Linked DNA regions of Mus musculus: region 2 is linked to region 1. A link is a contact called in public HiChIP or PLAC-seq data. All regions are on one chromosome and are shown on one strand. The core of a region is the stretch at or near the end of the contact, and the rest is flanking DNA. Distances in the headings are between cores, read along the strand shown. Region 1 overlaps Sorbs2 (sorbin and SH3 domain containing 2). Region 2 overlaps Sorbs2 (sorbin and SH3 domain containing 2).

Region 1 (5,914 bases), core at 1,417-3,916:
AACCGGCTCCCTCATCAGTCAATCACAGATGCCTCGCCTCCCCCCCCCCACCCCCCCGCCAGTGTTAGTTCGAATGTGAGGCGCTCACTCATCAGTCAACAGTCAAAGTCAACAGTCAATCACAGATGACCCGCCTCCCCCCCCCCCCCCCCCGCCCCATGTTAGTTCCTAGGTGAGGGAGAGGTGTCACTGTAGCTGTAGACCTGGTTTTAATGGAGACTTACTTTTTTCCCCAGATAAAGGCATAATTCTCTTTTTAAAAGAAATATTCTGATTACCTTTCTGTTGCGGGGAAATTGCTAGAATGGTGTGATGAGACACAGGGAACTTCATGTACAGTTTCCTGTCTCTTAAGATACCCATGTTCAAGGCAAAAGTAGCCATTAGTTTGGTGTGAATGTTTTATACATAAAGTAGCTCAGATTAGAGAGTTTAAAATAGTCAGCTGTTTCAAATTAGAAGGGAAAATACTAGAAAATACTTAAATTCCTATTTCTAGACATTTTAATATCTATTCCAGATTTGAATATTCTAGTGAAAATGTGTTAAATATAAGTTCCTCATGATCGTGCTGGGCTCTAAGGGTTTATGTTGACTGTGTTCTGCTGGTGTTAATGTATACCATGTTATAATTAAATAATAGAGTAAGCTTGATATTCATTTTAAAGACAAATTAATCATCTCAAGTCAAATATAGCAATTAGATTCTAGGAAATATAATCTCCCATACATCTGAATCACCTACATATTTTATATATAAGAATATTTAAGAGATATATCTAAGTAAAATGTTATATTTATGTAATATCTTATACATAAAAATATTTGGTAGTGTAGTGATTGGCCCCCTTGTGTTTTTCAGTAAAGAGTTATAATAGATAACTGCATTTGATAATTTTCTGAAAGTTGTACAAAGGGATATAAATCATTCAAAAATGCCTGTTGTAAACTATACCTGTCGAGAACTATATTGTTTCAAAATATCTATAAATCATTTCTGAAAACGCTAAGTCATGTATTCAGCTGTAGAGACGCATTTCTGTAACTGTTGATCACTGTAAGTAGCCCAATAACTCTGATCCGGTATAAGTTCCATCAAGGTTATAAATGTTGGATGGAGGATGGAGTACGCTTGCTAAGACAGGGCCGGGGAAGTCTTACAATGTGTCAGACTTAGATCAACTATTATACTTTCCAATCTTCAAAACAGAATTGTTCATTAAATAGGAATTTTGGCCAAAAGACACCAGTTTTCTTCTCCCTATTTGAATCAAGTATATGTAGGCCTACCATTGCTTCTGCTTGCTAGATTTCCTTTGAGCAAAATTCAAAGAGCTGTCATTCTTCCTCAATCTAACCAAGAAACATCTCTAAGAAAATATTTCCATTCCCCTCAGATATAAATGTTAGCAACATTTCTTAAGTTCTTTTTGTGCACATATTATAAATATAGGAAAATCAAATAAGAAAGAGGCTTAATTGAAATCTTCAGGGACCTTTAAAATGCATGTTCGTATGTCCTCTTGTTCTGGGGATGTCTTTATCCAATGCAGACATTTACCTCCTCTACTTTTCCTTTGAGAAGTGTTCACAAAGGAAGGCAAATATTAAAAAGGGTTTTCCTATAATGAACCATGACCTCTTTCTTCAGAAGGATGTAACTTTGTGCAGTAGTAAGAAAGCAGCAGTTCGCAGGCTTAGCTTGGGCTAACATTCTTACAGATTATCAAAGTGAGTCCAGGCCGACCAATGGCCAACCAAAGGCCAACCTTTTCAGATTCCTTTCCTACTCAATCTTTGGTAAAAGTTGAGAGCAGGGGCCACAAAAATGTTTCTGATTCCATATTCCCTCCTTGTTCTTCTCCCTGTGGCTTCCTTGAGAGCAATGTTTCTCAGCCTGTGGATGGCAACCCCATTTGGGGTCAAATGATCTTTTCACAGTGGTAGCCTACAACATTTACATTATGATTCATAACAGTAGCAAAGTTACAGTTATATTAAGTAGCAATGAAAGTAATTTTATGGCTGGAATGCACCCCCAACAGGAAGGTTGGGAACCACTGACTTAGAAACTAAGGTGTTTGTAAGGGTTAGCTATGAGGACCAATAAGCTACAACAAAAAGGGACTTCTGACCAAGATTGCCAATTTAGAAAATTCCTAACAGAAATTACAAATGCCAGTAAGACTAGAGTGAAGCTTTTTTTTTTTTAAGTGCACAGAAAAAACAAAACAACAATAACAAAATCCATATATATTCTGGCCACACTGGAGAAAATACTTTTGTTTAAATGTTCCTTCTATCCTCTACAAAGCCCATGTGCATTTTAGGTCTCCCAGGAAGTGACTGGCATTGAGGTGACATCCCTATAAATAGAAATGTGCCTACACTTATGACTACGGGGTCTTTCTCCACCTCTTAACTAAGCCTCCCCTGCTTCCGGCCTCATTAGGACGTTGAACATTTTACACCCTGTACCCATACTTGATACCGCTTAGGAAAAGAACCCAACAGTAACAACAAGAAGCTTAGGGAGCCCACAGTGGATGCTGAAGTGATGACTTCTTGTGGCTTGCCAATGCGCCACCCCACCTTATTCTGTCATTTTCTGTGCTGAAGTTAATCAGGCAAAGAGGATCAGGTCACAGCAACCCCATCTGTGTTTGTGCTCACTGTGTAGTCTGGTGAAGGTTTAGTGTACTCTGAAACAAGTGCACATAATCTGTCAGCTACATAAGTGTGTGGAAAATTCCATAGTTTATGCTGTGAGAGTAAAAAAAAACCTTTTGAAAGGACTTGTCTCTTACTAGCCAGATCTGGATTTTTTTTCCCCTTTGTTATTGTTCTTAAGGATTTACATGATTTTATTTGATGTGTATGGATATTTTCCCTGCACCTAGCACTTACAGGACATTGTGTGGTACCTGTGGAGTCCAGAGAGGCTATCAGATCCCCTTGGAATTTGGGAGTTGCAGAAGGTTGTGGACTACCACATGGACGCAGGAACTTAGGTAGCCACGGTTCTCAGCTAGAGCATCAGTTGCTCTTAGCCACTGATCCAGCTCTCTGACTCCCTTGACTTCTTTGAAAGAGGCCAGGCTGGCTTCCAACCCCTAATCCTCCTGCCTCTGCTTCCTGAGTACTGAGATTGCAAACATTTGCTACCACATCCAGATAGACTGCCAGATCTATATAAACAACATAGTGGTCAAGATGAAAATGTTAGAACCAATCGGTTGTTCCAACAGCGCAGATAGTCTTGTGTTTTGTGTGCTTGTCTGCTAGGTTAGACAATTTTAGGTAAGGGGAGGTCATGTGAGTACCTAAGGTTAAAAACAAAAAAAAAAAAAGATCAATGTTTGGTCAGAACAAAAGTGGCAAGCAAAACTGGACTCCGGCTTTAGAATGGCAGCTGGGACATTGAAGGCATTCAGGAAACAGGTTGGTCCATGTACTGGCTAGTTTCGTGTCAACTTGACAAAGCTCCTTTATTACAGAGAAAGGAGCTTCAGTTGAGGAAATGCCTCCATGAGATCCAACTGTAAGGTATTTTCTCAATTAGTGATCAAGGGGGAAAGGTCCCTTGTGGCTGGGACCATCTCTGGGCTGGTAGTCTTGGTTCTATAAGAGAGCAGGCTGAGCAAGCCAGGTGAGGCAAGCCAGTAAGGAACATCCCTCCATGGCCTCTGCATCAGCTCCTGCTTCCTGACCTGCTTGAGTTCCAGTCCTGACTTCCTTTGGTGATGAACAGCAGTGTGGAAGTATAAGCTGAATAAACCCTTTCCTCCCCAACTTGCTTCTTGGTCATGATGTTTGTGCAGGAATAGAAACCCTGACTGAGACAGTCCATTAAATCTTCAGTCAGCATAGCAAATGAATAGATGGCCCACAGTAATCAGATCTTCTGTCCACATTGTCCTGATGCTGACATGTGATTTTTTTAAAAGGCCATTTTTACTCAGAGATAAAAAAGCAAATAAGGAGACGTTTCTTATTTTTTATTTTATTTTTTGAAATTACAAAACAGACGAGAAGGAAAAAACTGAAAATTTTAGGAAATGCTATTATTATTTTTTAAAGCAAAATATAGTCTTCCTGAAGAAAAGCACTCACTGAGCTCCAACAGTTTCATAACACAGGACTACTGCCAGGACCTGGGGAAAGCTTAAATGTATCTTGGAGTGTCATGAATAATTCAGACAAGGAAATGCGATTTCTGTTCCTTCTAAAGTATCTGGCTCTATTCACACCCATTGAGAAAACAAGATCAACGAGAACGAATTCACATTTGCCTTCTATTTAAAATAGCGTAAGGAAGATCATTTAAACACCACAAATTCTAAGCTTTTTCTCCTTATGCTTCAGAGTATAATTAGAGAGCTTAAGCTAGGAAATAGTGTCAATTTAGGGAGATCTTTTAAAGTTGAAAACCCGTAGAAGCTGGAAGACCTTAGATAAGTAATCAAAATAACAGCTTCCAAATGGATTCAAGAAAACGAAAGCTCAGATACTTAGCATTCGGTAAGCTAGAAAAACATTTCTGTTTCAGGTTTATTTTATTTTATAATTATATGTACGTATGCCTGTGGGTCGGTTTATGTTCCCGTGCCAGTGCCTGCAGAGTTCTGAAGTGTCTGATCAGTCTGTGGATGGTGTTCCAGGTGGTTGTCAGCGGCGGGGCATTGGTGCTGGGTTTCAAACCTGGGTCATCTGCAAAAGCAGAAAATGCCGTTAACCCAGAGGCAGGGCTCCAGGCAAGCTGCAGAAAATATTAGTCCAAAAATGATCCAAACCAATCAACCTAAGGATGCTGTAAAGTAAGCACTTGCCCCATGCTAGCTACTATCCTAAGATCTTTATGTGTGTTAACTCTCACAGAAGGGCTGGAAATCATGAACACACCAAGAATAGGCACTTTTCAGGCCATGTGACTCAGCAGTGCTCAGCAGGACTTTCGTGATCGGTCAGCTGAAGAAAGACTTAACACAGTCATCTACCTAGTTGTTCCTTACACTTTGCCCATTGCATCTTTATGCCATTTAAATAAAGCTATTCTATGTATGTCTAGTCATCCCATGTGAATGTAAATTCCATGAGAAAACAACAGTGCTTTGGCTGTTTACTGCATCATGGCCTTGGCCAGAAGTAAGTGGTGGCTGGAAAGTAGACTGAATGGGTTGTAGACAGATAGGTTCCTGTCTGTCAATATAACCTGTGTGAAAGAATAGAGGTTAAATTGAAGTAGGGAGAACCGATTGCTTTTGACTTTCATCATGAGAAAATTCATATGGCCCATATGTCTTCAGATGCTCTTTTTGTTAAGAGATTTTTGTGCATGGGGTTCGTGCCCTTTTTAGGTAAAACACTAAGCTAATGTCTCAGGAATCCTTTGAAGTCTTCAAGGTATCTTGAACAAAGGAAGCCCTGACACAATAGAAAATAACTTGGCTCATTTAGCACACTATCAACTTCCCCACAATTTAATCTTGAAAACAACCAGCCTTGTGGTAGTGACATCTGAGAATTAAAAAAAAATAAAAAATAAAAACAGCAAAGAGTAGAGTCGTCTGATTTACTAAAGAAACAAGAGTCATCCCTTTTCACTATACCTGTTTAGGGAAAAGGATTTTCTTAGTTCCATGTCTTAGGCACTGAGGGTACATCCTGAAGTCTCTGACTTTACATAGAAACATGTCTTTTCAGATAAGATGTGGTCTGAAATCTGATTATGTTCTTGACTTCCTTTCTACCAGAGCTTTAATTCTATAAAACGAACCTAACTGATTACAGTTTCCTCTCAATTATGCAAAAATTCCCTTCCCCTGTATATAAAGTATTTGGACTGCATTTTAAATTAATTTTTAGATTTATTATCAGGACAGAAGATACCACCTTCTTATTTAATAAAAGCAAA
Region 2 (6,016 bases), core at 3,192-5,691, 86 kb after region 1:
GTTTAAAATCGTTTATGCAGAAAAACCCTGACTGGGGAATTCATTTGAATGATGACCAAGGCGAAGGAGGATTCCATATTTGAAATAATTTATCCAGGATTCACACCCTTGAAGGCTAGGGGATGTTCACTTCTTGCTAGCAGAGGAGGTTCCATGTTGGCAACTGTGGGTCAGCCCCACTTCTAAGAGCTCTGTGCATTTTGATCCATGAATTATTCCCACAACCCTAAGAGGTGGGCTGCACTGCCAGCCCTATTTCTAGGTGAGGAAACTCTCTCTGACTCAGACAAAGCAAGCGAGGGACTTTTTACAATTACCCATCTGCATATGGCAGAAAGGGCTTTGACAAAGCTGACTGGGCTCCCGGTTCAATGCTACTGCTTATAACCTGGATCAATGGGGGGCAGCATGGTCCCCTACTCCAGTTACTGTTTGGAAACCAAAGGTTGCTGGGATGCTGCCGGTCCTTAAAACAACTCCAGTCTGGCTCATGAGCATTTGCTCTGAAATTCTCTTCCTGTGCCCGCTGTCTCTCCACAACACAGAACATGCACCCATTTCTATTTATTTCTCAAGCAGCAAGACTTCTTCTGGTGAGGGTCTTGCTATGCACTTCTCATTGGAAGCTAAAGAAATGCCTTCATTGAAATGTATGCTGTGACACGCTCCACTGAAATTCATGGAGCAATTAATGTATATTATTACTTACCCACTGGGCACTGAGTATTTTTTTTATTCTTCACTGACACTGTCTTTAAGGTGTTTATACTTAAGGGAAATGTGAATGAAACCATCATTCCGCATGCTCCTAAAGGATTTAAGCTCAGGCTATGTTTTCAGTCAATTATATTTCAAATGATGAGATAATTTTTTTTATGTACTACATAAAATAGTCTTAAAGTTTGTTTTCTAAGGTATTTCTTTTTTTCCCTCACTTATTGGATATTTTCTTTATTTACACTTCAAATGTATGTGCTCGCTTCGGCAGCACATATACACTTCAAATGTTATCCCCTCTCCAGGTCTCCCCTCTGGAAATCCCCTATTCCATCCCCTCTCCCCCTGCTTCTATGAGGATCCTCCCCCACCCACCCACCCACTCTTGCCTCCCCACCCTGGCATTCCCCTATACTGGGGCATCAAACCCCAACAGGACCAAGGGCCCCTCCTCCCACTGATGTCTGACAGGGCCATCCTCTGCCACATATGCATCAGGAGCCGTGGGTCCCTCCATGTGTACTCTTTGGCTGGTGGTCCATTTCCCAGGAGCTCTAGGGGATCTGGCCAGTTGACACTGTTGCTCCCCCACAGGGTTGCAAACCCCCTCACCTTCTTCAGTCCCTTCTCCAACTACTCCATTGGGGACCCCGTGCTTGTCCAATGGTTGGCTGCAAGCATCCACTTCTGTATTTGTCAGGATCTGGCAGAGCCTCTCGTGAGCAAGCACTTCCTGGCACCCGCAATAGCGTCCAGGTTTGGTCACTGTATATGGGATGGATCCCCAGGTGGGGCAGTCTCTGGATGGCCTTTCCTTCAGTCTCTGCTCTACACTTTGTCTCTATTTTTCCTCTTGGGAGTATTTTGTTCCCCTCTCAAGGTATTTCTAAAGTGTAATGGAGTACCTTGTTATTCTGATAAGTTAGAGTCTATAGAAGCAGTCAATTTTATTAGTGTTTATCCTGATTTTAAACTGTCAATAACATTTTTCTTTGTCCTCAATTCCTGTAGGCTATAGTTGATGTATTTCTTTAAGATAAAACAATTTTATTATTTTAAGATGTTTCATTTTTGAGATATTTATATATGTATATGATAACACATAATTATATCTACCCCTCATTTTCCCTTTTGAGTGCCCCAATACCCTTACAACTTCATGTCTTTTTTAAAAAATATATAACCTACTAAATCAAGACTAAGTCAAGTTGGTACTACTCATGTATGGGTGTGGAGCCATTCCCTGGAGTATGTAAAGTCTACCATTTGCCATATACACCATAGAGAATGTTTCTCCAGCGCTTTAGAGACGCCTCTTTGGCTAAAAGTCCTTATTCTTGCAGAGGACCCAGGTTCAATTCCCAGCATCCAGATGGTAGATCACAGCCATCTATAACTGCAGTTCCAGGGGATCTGCTTTCCTCATCTGACCTCTGATAATACCAGACTAGCACATGATACAATACATACAAGTAGGCAAAATAATCGCATAAAAATAAACCAATAGGCGATTCCCCCACAGTTACTGACAATAGCTCCTCGATAGAGGGTAAGGCTTGAATAGCTTGATTCTGTGCAGGTCTTGCACAAACAACTATAGCTTCTGTGAGTCTATGACTGTAATATGTAAAGATTGTACATCACAGAACTCCTCACTGTTCTCTGGTTCTTACAATCTTCCTGTTATCTATGATATTCCCTAAGGCTTGGTGGTAACAGAATTAATATAGATATTATTGTTTAGGGCTGAACACTCAGTCTCCTATCTGTAGCTCTTTGATTTGCTACATATCTTTCCAGTGACTGCTGCTCAAGAAAAAAATAAATTCCCAGACCAAGGTTAAAAGCAGCCTAGGTCTATACATACAAACATGAATATCTGGGAAGCAATTTGACAGCATGACCATTTAGCAAATTATCAATAGCCCAAGGGCCTATGACTTTAGCCAAGGGGTATCAATAAGGATAACCATACCAGGAATTAAATTTCCTCCTATTGAACATGCCTCTAATCCAATCAGACACCATTACCCATAATGGTGATGCCGCCTTTGCCCCTTGCTTGGCAGGGCCTTATTGTAAGCCCTTCCCCAATTTGTTATGCTTTCCTTAGAATTCAGGAGTAGTTTGTGGAGGGAAACGCTGCAGATTGCAGGAGACAAATTTAATGCTGAGATAAAGTTTCCTCAAGATCTTCCTTTTCTGTTTGAATAATCCTACCTTATAGTATTGTAAGAGAATAAATACTAATGATGTTAGTCTTAACATCAACTCTCTCAGTTTAGGCAAATTATAGAACCAACTATTTCTAAAACTAACTATGATTAAGTAAATTCTTTTATTTGCAAATGTTAACATACATTGACGAGAAAACTTTTTATAAGCCTTAAAGCCTATCATAAGACATTCCATTATGATTTATTTACCTTTAACAAGATGATTTATAAGCCCTTTAATCTGTAGTCTCACAATACAGTTCCTTATCTTTTCATAGAATCAAATGTTAGAAAGATGCCATAAGATAAACGCTAAAATCACTGTTTGAGGAATTCAGGTTGCAAGATTCATTGCTTTTTTGTTGTTATCATAAAACATGTTTTTGTGAAGATTTTAGGAGACTAAATGAGGAGAAAAAAGCCTGAAGCAGTTAACATACAGACAGAAGTGTATTAACATTTTACAGACTGCTGTGATTCTGCTGGGTGCTGGCTTAATGTAATCCTGAAGTTCAAGTATGACCTTGATATGCATCAAATATTGGAATCATTGGGTGCAGTGAGAGGCTGGTGACACAGGTTGAAGTTTTGTTTTTGCAAGACACTGCTCAAAAATATCATGGCATCCAACCTGCTGACCTTGTGCATGGTTAGAAGCATTCCTTTTGAAAAAAAATTAAAAGTCTGTTAAAATGCAAATGTGTTAGCTTAATAAGAGACTATCTCATCACTTGTACTTTTAACAAAACCCCAAAAGATTAGATGTTAAGCTCTAACCCCATGCACGTAGCCAATTAACTTATCCCAATTAATGGATGACAGTTGTTATAATTGAGAAAACTAATTTCTCGTTACACTTCAAGATCAGTGATAGTCACTAATATTTCACTTACAGAATTCAAAATGAAGGTCCCAATGGGAAGTGGTAGTTTCGGGGTGCACAGAGTTGTTCTGATGTTAACTGAATTCATACCCTTGGTCAGAATCCAAAAGTAGATCAATTAATGTCTGATTTCACAAATGTAAACAAACAAACAAAAAAGGTAAAAAGTGGTGTTCACTATCAACATGTGGCAAAATTAATTCATAGGCTGCTACTTTAATGACACATGGGGCCACAATGACTGTCATTTCTTTGAGACAGGAATTCTTACAGCCCAAACTATGCTTGAATTTACTATATAATCAAGATGACCTTGGATTTCTGTTCTCCCGACCTCCACCTCCCAAGTTCTCGGGATTATGGGCTTGCATCACTGTGCTCAGCCAATGTTGACTGTTTTTGTTACATCATGGAGCACAGACTCGTTCTACTCTCTTTGAGACTGTCTGGCTCACATCTCTACCACAGTAATATTTCCAGAGTTGCCCTGGTGCTAAAAATGACTATCTCCTTGAACTTCCTAAACGGAAAAGAAACCTTGACTTCAGCACTTCACCGTACTCATTCTTTCCCCACGACTGCCCAGTGTGGAGCCATACCAGAACAAGGGCTTTTCCTCCCCGTGGGTTCCACCCTATGACTGTGTTTCCTGCCTCTGAATCACCTTCTCCTGATGGAGGCCCCTGCTGTGTCGATGAAAATGAGATCATAAACAAACATGTAAGCCCTCAAGGCAGGAAGAGTGCTCTGCAGGAAAACTCCCAAAGAATAGTGGAAATAAAGAAATTGGCTATTTATATGGGGTGGCCAGGAATGGTCTCTCTGGTAGGGTGATATGTACATAAATGTCCCCCATAGTCTTGATTATTTGGACACTTGGTCCCCAATTACTGACACTATTTATGGAGGTTTAAGAGGTGCAGCCTCTTTGGAGGGAGAATGTCCATGGGAGTGAACTTTGAGAGCTTAAAGCTTTGTCTACTTCCAATGTGCTAGCTCTGCCTGGTGCTTGTGGTTTAAAGATGTGAGCTCTCAACTTGCTACCATATGTCCCGTTATAATGGATTTTTTATTCCTCTGGAACCGTTATGCCCAAATAACCTCTTCCTTCTATAGCTTGCCTTGGCCACGGTGTTTTATGACAGGAATAGAAAAGTAACTAAGGCAGGTAGCATCTGAGCATTAAGCCGGGCGACTAAAGGACAAAGCTGGTGATAGATGGAAGTACTCTGGGCCGAGAGGAAAACGCTGGGATAGTAGTGGGCTTGGTATGTGCAAGCAACAGTGAAGTATTCCAGATCCTAGAACAGACTGGGCAGGGAGCAAGAGTGGTAGCCATGGGCCTAGAGGATGGGAGATGGGACCATGAGTTGGAGTCCTTTGAACAAAATGATTATTCTCTATCATGTTACAGCCACCTCTCTCAGAATATTCCAGAATCAGAATACAACACATGCAGGTACAAGCAGAGGAAGGGAAACCAGTCGTGAGGCACTAAAACAGTCAAGGCAAGCTAGAAGATGCTCACAGAGAAGTTAAATTTGCATAGTTGTGAGTTCTAGATATACACAACATTATAAGATTTGACCACAAATGAACATGGTAATAGCAATTATGAGTCAAATATGATGTCAATGCTTTTTGAGGCTGGAAAGCAGTAAAATTTTTGGCAGTACATTCTAGAAAGTGCTCTACCATTGAACTATATTCCTGCATCTCCAGTACCACCCTCCTCCTCCTCCTCCTCCTCCTCCTCCTCCTCCTCCTCCTCCTCCCTCCTCCTTTTTAGATAGATCTCATCGAGGCCCCAGGATGATCTGAAACTCACTCCAGAGCCCAGGCTAGACTTGAACTTGTAACATTCCTGCCCTGCCTCCTGAGTACTGATATTTCAAGCCTGGGCCACTAGATTCAGCAATGGTGATGCTTTTTACAGAGTGATAGCAGGTGGACCAAAGATCTGGGTCATGTGCCTATTTGACATGCACAAATATGTATGTAAATAGGCAGCTGTTATTCCAAGCCTGACATTCTGAGGATAGTGATTTATGAATGATCAAACAGCTACAGTTTAGCTCAACTGCCCTTTAAAAATAAAAATCTACTGACTAGTGTGATTGCCTAAACCCCAACATATGTTGAGAATTTCCATTGATCAGAATACAGAAAAGAGAGCAGTGGGGCAGAAGTAATGAGAAAA

Evidence for each region. HiChIP or PLAC-seq counts read pairs in DNA pulled down with a chosen protein or histone mark.
Region 2: a contact with region 1 is called in an HNF4G HiChIP or PLAC-seq map of pancreatic cancer cells. The contact joins two enhancer-like sites. A contact is called at or near these places in 3 of 484 Hi-C or Micro-C datasets (cerebral cortex, cortical neurons and nephron progenitors), 2 of 115 datasets of contacts at active chromatin or transcription factors (extraembryonic endoderm stem cells and pancreatic cancer cells) and 3 of 9 other capture datasets (adipose tissue, liver and pancreatic islet).

Annotation. Positions count from the first base shown.
Region 1 is chr8:45,631,170-45,637,083 of GRCm38.p6, forward strand. The region is part of intron 1 of Sorbs2 (sorbin and SH3 domain containing 2); the gene reads left to right. Gm51529 (a long non-coding RNA gene) reads right to left here. Exons shown (of 3, transcript XR_003947382.1): 3 at 3,847-4,710. Among named protein-coding and RNA genes, the nearest start is that of Gm51529, 7.5 kb to the right of the region's middle. Within about 2 kb of position 2,667, at least 5 of the 459 cell types and tissues checked have an H3K27ac peak or open chromatin away from gene starts, as enhancers often do. A contact at or near this core is called in pancreatic cancer cells, where this site is marked.
Region 2 is chr8:45,715,645-45,721,660 of GRCm38.p6, forward strand. The region is part of intron 2 of Sorbs2 (sorbin and SH3 domain containing 2); the gene reads left to right. Among named protein-coding and RNA genes, the nearest start is that of Gm30635, 40 kb to the left of the region's middle. Within about 2 kb of position 4,442, at least 49 of the 459 cell types and tissues checked have an H3K27ac peak or open chromatin away from gene starts, as enhancers often do. A contact at or near this core is called in pancreatic cancer cells, where this site is marked.